Linked DNA regions of Mus musculus: region 2 is linked to region 1. Evidence: chromatin contacts called from public HiChIP or PLAC-seq data. All regions are on one chromosome and are shown on one strand. The core of a region is the stretch at or near the end of the contact, and the rest is flanking DNA. Distances in the headings are between cores, read along the strand shown.

The links. HiChIP or PLAC-seq counts read pairs in DNA pulled down with a chosen protein or histone mark.
Region 2: a contact with region 1 is called in a FOXA1 HiChIP or PLAC-seq map of pancreatic cancer cells. The contact joins the promoter of Ttll7 here to the enhancer-like site in region 1. A contact is called at or near these places in 11 of 39 promoter capture datasets (the 3T3-L1 cell line, the C10 cell line, cranial neural crest and 6 more), 1 of 15 datasets of contacts at CTCF or cohesin (stem cell-derived epiblast-like cells), 1 of 484 Hi-C or Micro-C datasets (embryonic stem cells), 4 of 115 datasets of contacts at active chromatin or transcription factors (embryonic hindbrain, fetal liver, pancreatic cancer cells and 1 more) and 1 of 9 other capture datasets (macrophages).

The regions. Positions count from the first base shown.
Region 1 is chr3:146,543,214-146,546,715 of GRCm38.p6, reverse strand. No RefSeq gene overlaps it. Among named protein-coding and RNA genes, the nearest start is that of Rpf1, 24 kb to the right of the region's middle. Within about 2 kb of position 1,710, at least 15 of the 459 cell types and tissues checked have an H3K27ac peak or open chromatin away from gene starts, as enhancers often do. A contact at or near this core is called in pancreatic cancer cells, where this site is marked.
Region 2 is chr3:146,851,067-146,854,524 of GRCm38.p6, reverse strand. It overlaps Ttll7 (tubulin tyrosine ligase-like family, member 7), which reads right to left and starts at 2,158. Exons shown (of 21, transcript NM_001357217.1): 1 at 1,936-2,158.

The sequences.
Region 1 (3,502 bases), core at 461-2,960:
TCAGCACACTATACTTCTTAACCTGGTGATGATTGCTGTAGTGTGTGTCTGGGTTGGTGACTCAGAAAAGAAATGTCAGCATAAAGTAAACTAAGCAACATATTGAAACTCTCATGTTTTTCTCCTGCGCCCTGTATCTCCCACCTTCTGGGCTGCTGATAGTCTACAAAAGTATCTTTTTTGTTGTTGTTTGTTTGTTTGTTTGTTTGTTTGAGACAGGGTTTCTCTGTGTAGCCCTGGCTGTCCTGGAACTCACTCTGTAGACCAGGCTGGCCTTGAACTCAGAAATCCGCCTGCCTCTGCCTCCCATGTGCTTGGATTAAAGGCATGTGCCACCACTGCCTGGCCCAGAAGCCACAAGGCATGCATAGAAAAGAAAGCTACGTGAGCCAATAGTGGTTCATACCTATTCTCCCTTCACCCAGGAGGTTGAGCAAAAGAATCGCCATGAATTCAAGATCAGCATGAACTCTAGTGAGACCTTGTCTTAGAAAAAAAAAAAGAAAAGAAAAGAAAGAAAGAAAGAAAGAAAGAAAGAAAGAAAGAAAGAAAGAAAGAGAGAGAGAGGGAGGAAGAGAGGGAAAGGGAGAGGGAGAGAGAGAGCAAGAGAGAGAGAGAAGGAAGGAAGGAAGGAAGGAAGGAAGGAAGGACAAAGAAGGAAGGGAGGGAGGAAAAAGGGAGGAAGGAAAGATTACTGAATGCCAATCCCTTTCAGGACCCAAAAACCAGCAGCCACAGCAGAAGACTGGCAGCTACACCCTGAACATTCTGGCAAGAAGTAAGGCTTCTGGGCAATTAGTCATGTTCAAACAAAGTGCAATCACTGCTGGCATTTCTGTGACTACAAAGAACCACGTTGGAGCTTGTGGTTCCATTCGGTTCATCTAGCTTAAAGCTCTGTATTCAGTCCTTAGTACCACTGAAATGGGTCAAAGTGGAATATACCGGTAATTCCAGCACTTAGGCTATGGAGGCAGGAGGATAAGAAATTCAAGACCACTTCAGCTACTTAGACATGAGACACACCTGGACTACATGGAGCCCTGCAACTACCGCAACAAAATCCCACTCTGTACCAATGCCACTACCTCAACAAAAACCTATTGTACATTCCCGAGGAAAACATTTAACAATAAATACACACTATCTTTTATAAATAGATATTAAAAATAAAATAGAAAATACCCAAAACAATTGTAAAATTAATACATGACCGCATAGGCAATGTTGTCTTGCTGTTAAACAGCAGAACATTTTGAAATGTTCATTTGTTCCTCTCCATTCTTCATGCCCTTTCATTTAGATTCTGTTTGCATCCTGTCTCCCAGTCCAAGCACATAATTATACATTTACAGCCTCTCAGTAGCCATGGGGTAGGAGGAAGGTGGAAAGCAGCAGAGGCCTAGGTTTAGCATCCATATCCTTCCATGGTCATAAAGATGCGTGGGCACTTTATAGAGATGGTAAGTTTTGATGTCAAACAAAGTGGCATGTTGGTCAACTATAAAGTAAAACAGACTTTCCTAAGTAGAGATTCTATCTGCCCCAACAAGAGGCTGAGAAGACACCTCCACCAGATCCCTGAACCATACAAGTAAGCTTCCCTTCCCCCACCCATCTTCCCTGCTCTCTGAGCCCTCTGGGCCATGCCACGTTGCCCTGAGCAATCTGCTATCCCTGGAGGACCTCCATTCTCCCGCTGCCCCTCCCCCAACCTCCATCAGACCTGAGATTCTTGAACCATACGGGTTAGCTGCCCTTCCCCCACCCATCTATCCTGCTCTGCCTGAGCCCCAACATCTTTCCAGACTGCACCTCCACTTGAACCTGTGGCAGACTGGTGTGCCTGCACCTCCCCCACAAGCTAACTGCCTCAAAGGTGGGCTGCCATAACTAGGAATACAGGTGAGACCCCTGTCCCAATATCTACATCAGCTGGGACCCCCACAGAGCTCAGCAGGTGTGCAATCTTTCCTGCTCTGCCTGAGCCCCATTGTCTTTCTGGTCTTCACCTCCATGAGGTCTATTCTAACCAGGGACACAAGGACACAGGGATACAGGAGGCCTGCTCTAATCATGGACACAGGAAGTCTGGCCTAGCCAGAGACTAGCTGAACCCAAGGAAGCCTGCTCCAACCCAAGTCACACAGCTCTTCCTGCTTCCAAGGAGGCCTGCTCCTATCAGAGATACCCAGACCAGTTAATACCAGAGATAACCAGATAGCAAAAGGCAAATGCAAGAATATAAGCAACAGAAGTCAATGTCATTTGGTATCATCAGAACCCAGTTCTCCTACCACAGTAAGCCTGGATACCCTAACACTCCCGAAGAGCAAGATTCTGACCTAAAATCCCATCTCATGAAGATCATTGAGGCCTTTAAGAATATAAATAACTCTCTTAAGGAAATATAGAAAAACACAGGCAACATAGAAGCCTTTTAAAAGGATACAAATAAGTCCCTTAAAGAAATACAGGAAAATATAATCAAATAAATGAAGAAATTGAACAAAACATAAAATGGAAATAAAAACAAACAGAAATCACAAATGGAGAAACCCTGGATATGGAAAACATAGGAAGGAATACAGCAGCTACAATACAAGAAATGGAAGAGAAAATCTCAGGTGTAGAAGATACCATAGAAGATATTGAGACATCAGTCGAAGAAAATACAAAGTGTAAAAAGTTCCTAACCCAAAACAGCCAAGAAATTTGGGACACATTGAAAAGACCAAACATAAGAATAATAGGCTGAAGCCTTCCTCAGCCTTGAGTAGGCTGGCTCTGACCTTGCTGCCACTGAGAATGAGACCACCTAGAGTGAAGCTTTCTGACCTAGATGGTTCTATTCTGTCACCAGCTTTGTTCTTCTCTGAGACACTGCTACCTGCTGAGAGAGGCCCTTGAGATATACTAGAGACAGCAAGCAATCCAGTAATTTACACCTACTTGCTAAACCAGTTCTTTCAGATAGAGGCTGGTGACAGGCATCAAGAATGGATCTGCAGGAGATGGGCTCTCTGCTTCTATAAGCACAGGTTGTTAGTAAACTTTGGGTCTTTGATCAGAAACCGGTCTTGGCCTTGTCTTTTCTCCCCATCTATTCTCTTTTAGCCCCAGCCTGCCTTTCAGGAGTACCCAGTTTGTGTGGCCACCTGTGATCACAATAGGAAATAAGAGAGTAAAGATTCCCACTCCAAAAAGTCAGAGAACAACTTCAACAAAATCATAGAAGAAAACTTCCCCAACCTAAAGAAAGAGATGGCCATAAACATAAAAAAAAACCTATAGAACATCAAATAAATTGAACCGGAAAAGAAAATCCTTTCACCATATAATAATCAAAACAGTAAATGTATACAACAAAGAAAGAGTATTAAAAGCTGTAAGGGGAAAAAAAGCCAAGTAACATAAAAGCCTACCTATCAAAACTACAGTAGACTTCTCAAGAGAGACACTAAAAGGCAGATGATCTTGGACAGATGTCATGTAGACCCTA
Region 2 (3,458 bases), core at 909-3,408, 310 kb before region 1:
ATGCATTTTCCATTTTCTGCTTTTGGAGCATTAATAATCAATTTCTGCTTATTCATTCATATCAATTCTGAGGTTCCTCTGGGGATCAAACAGATTGGGTTGCAATATGCCTCACTAAGGTGCAGAATATAAATAACACATACAATGACATTCTAGAAATCACAAGACCACACACAGGGCCCAGCTTCTCTTACAGGTTTTGTCTGAACAGCAAATATAAATCTTTGTCCCCACGTTATGTCCTTACTTAGGCCATGGGCTTTAGTCTATTAATATCCCCTTTAACCAACAAAACAAAAACAAAAACTCTCCAGATCAATTGGTCCAGTGCTTTATAAGTGATGGACTAAATGGCTGTGTTCTTGTGTGCCATCAAACACTCTGCCAGGACTTGGAAATCCATACCATCTGTACATTAGCAATCTGACACCGGCGACATCGGCAAGAGTCACACATCTTAAAGAGATAATCCATAAATCATAAATGAAATCAGGTCAAAGGACCTGCCCGAGGAGAAGGAGAGACCTGGTGTCCACTATTTTTGCAGAAGGAGCATACAAGGTCAGTATGATTGTTGACTCTGGAGGGCAGAGCATCAACTAACAAAAGCACTTCCCACTGTTCATGACTCCATCCTACTGTAACACATACATGTTTTATTTAGTAAGAGAAGCAAGCACTTAAGAGTAAGTGCCTGTTCGGATGCTAGCACTTACCAGATGACCTCAAACCTTCTCTAGAGTTGAGCTCCTTAACGTATAAACTGTCACCTGCTATGCCAAGTCCCAAAGGTGTGACAAGCCACATAGCATCACTTGAGTCTCGGCTTATTTATCACCCTGCTGTGAGTGATTCAGTCTCGCACCCCATAAGCTAGATCACTGTTCTTCCTTTGAATGTTACCCAAAAACTAAATAGCCATTTCCAGATTGCTTACTGTGCTGCTAATTGATTCTCCCGAGGCTCGAGCATCCAGCATCACCCAAAAGCAGGTTAGGCATCTCAGGCCCAGCTCTCCGACAGAGTATTGTCCAAATATACATTTTTTTTTCTAGATGCTAAGGAAATGGACTTTTTCTGCACAGGGTCGCAGGGCAATGTGCAGAAAGTTTACAGGTTGCTGTCACTAGTGTTTGAGACTACTCCTATGAAAATTAATATTATACTTAATATCTAATAGTGCATAAGTGGACCCAACACTGACTGATACAGTAGACGATCCACGGATGTTGGAGAGAGGGAGATCTGGATTCAAATTCTTGTTCTGTGACCTTGAGATTGTAATTTAAGCTCTCTCTTCCTCACTTTCCAGAACTGGTTCTGAGTTGAAGTGATACAATTATACACACACACACACACACACACACACACACACACACACACACACACACGCCCCTAATATATGATATTACTCATGATTCCTATACATCTTTTCTTTTTTGAATCCGTCAAACCAATGCTGAATATAAGACAAATTCTATAAAAAAAATTTTTCAGTTTGGGGGGATGTTTTGATATCAGATAAAGTGGATGTCTAGTGGGATGAGAAGTGGAGAAAGGAGACGTGTGGGAAAAGAGATCTCACTGACACACTTTCAAGAATACACAACATGCTTTGCTCAAGCAGGTTGACACTGGGGCTGGGGACAGAATATCATGACAGCTCAACCCAGCGGGGGACTGGGAGTTCTGCCCACTTCATCCTGCCAGAGAGAGTCTAGAAACTGAAGTGGGACCCCACAAATAATCCCGACCAGTCCCCTCCTCCTTCTGCCCAAACCACTGGGCGCCAATGATGCTGAATCATGAGCCTGGCAGCAGCCGCCCTCCTCAGCCGCTTCCACCCTGGCAAGTCTCCAGGACAGGCACTGGAGGGAATGGGCGCAGCGACCTGGGGTGTGGAGGAGAGGGGCGGGGGCAAGGGCAGGTACTCACAGCTGAGGCACCTCTCTGGCTGGATCCAGTGGCCGGTCTCTTGGTGGCCCACACTCCCCGCCAGCGGCTGGCGGCTCCCCGGTCGGTCCACTCCGCGTGTCGTCTTGGGATCACCTCAGCTCGCCCACCCCCCCGGGGCAGCCGCGGTTCAGAGCTTAGAAGCTCGACCGGACCAGGAGCAGCTGGAGCAGCTGTCGTGCCCAAGGGGGTGGTAGCTACCGATGGGCCAGACCATTTGCCCACTGCGCCCAGGGGTGCGCATCGTGCATGGAGGTACAAGCACCAGGACCTCGAGAGGGCTGGAGACGGGCAGAAGAAACCAAGGAAAAGAAGGGTCCTCTACCCACAACTAGGCCTGAGCGCTAAGGACCTCCTGGACCCATGGCTTCTCATCTAGGTATGCAGAAGAATGAGCTGGGCTTTCCAGGGCACCCCTCACCCCGTCTTATTCTTGGTCCCGCTCAGGGAGCGTTCAGAACGCCTTTAACAGAGGACCTAGCAACGCAAGCTCCAGGGTGCCATCCCCTCCTAAGGGGATGCTAGGGGAGCTGGCCTGACATCTATCTGGGCCACCTCCTTCTTCATCTTGTGACCCAGACCACCAGGTCCCAAGTCCACATGTCAGCTTAACACACAGGAGTGCCTAAGATCTCGCAAAAGGGCTCTTCTGGTCTTTTATTACTATTTAGCTATATTTAGATAATAATAATAGAGTATCAAAAGTCAACCTGAAAGTAAGATCAAGTGAGCGCCCTTGCATCAGGATGTCTGAGGAGCTTAGAGCCCGCTAACAAAATCTCAACACGGAAGTTGGAAAACGTAGATTGAAGGGGTAGACACTTTGGACAGAGCTATGATAAAGTCCAGAAGAAATTCAAGAATAGTTGTGCTTTCTTGTTCATGAGTTCAGTCAGTTTCTGTTCATGATTACTGTCTTGGTAACCCGGAAATAATCGTTATCTCACATGAGATGAACCTCACAGGATAGGGAAAGTTCATAAGCATGAAATTTCTTTGACTTCCACAGTTCGTGCCCAGCCAGACTCACGTACGTTTCCAGAACACAATGGTTAACAACCAACTGTATAGCTCTCCATCTAGAAGAAAATTGGCAGTTACCTATAAAATAAGACTAGGGTGGGGTGTTTTATGTATCCCAAATAAAATGAAATTTCACAACTTAAAGTTACTGTTTCTGGAATAAACTGGCCCCTTGAATAACACCAATTGAGCACTTACATGAACATTACAGTGGAAGTATTTTCAATTCTAGCCTTCACTTGCTACTCTACTCCTATTGAGATCAGTGGGAATGCTGCTGGTTTTCAGATGGGGCTTTAACTGGCGTAGAACAGACGCTGACCATCTGGACTTAACACTGGAGGTGGGGGATGGGGGAAATACACTGTAAACCTTAACATAGCTATCACTGGGACCTGGGTGTGAGTCTGACCCTTGTGAAAACTGGGTTTTATGAAAGAGAAGAGATATTTGGGTATCTAAGATGGATGTCACCCTGGTGT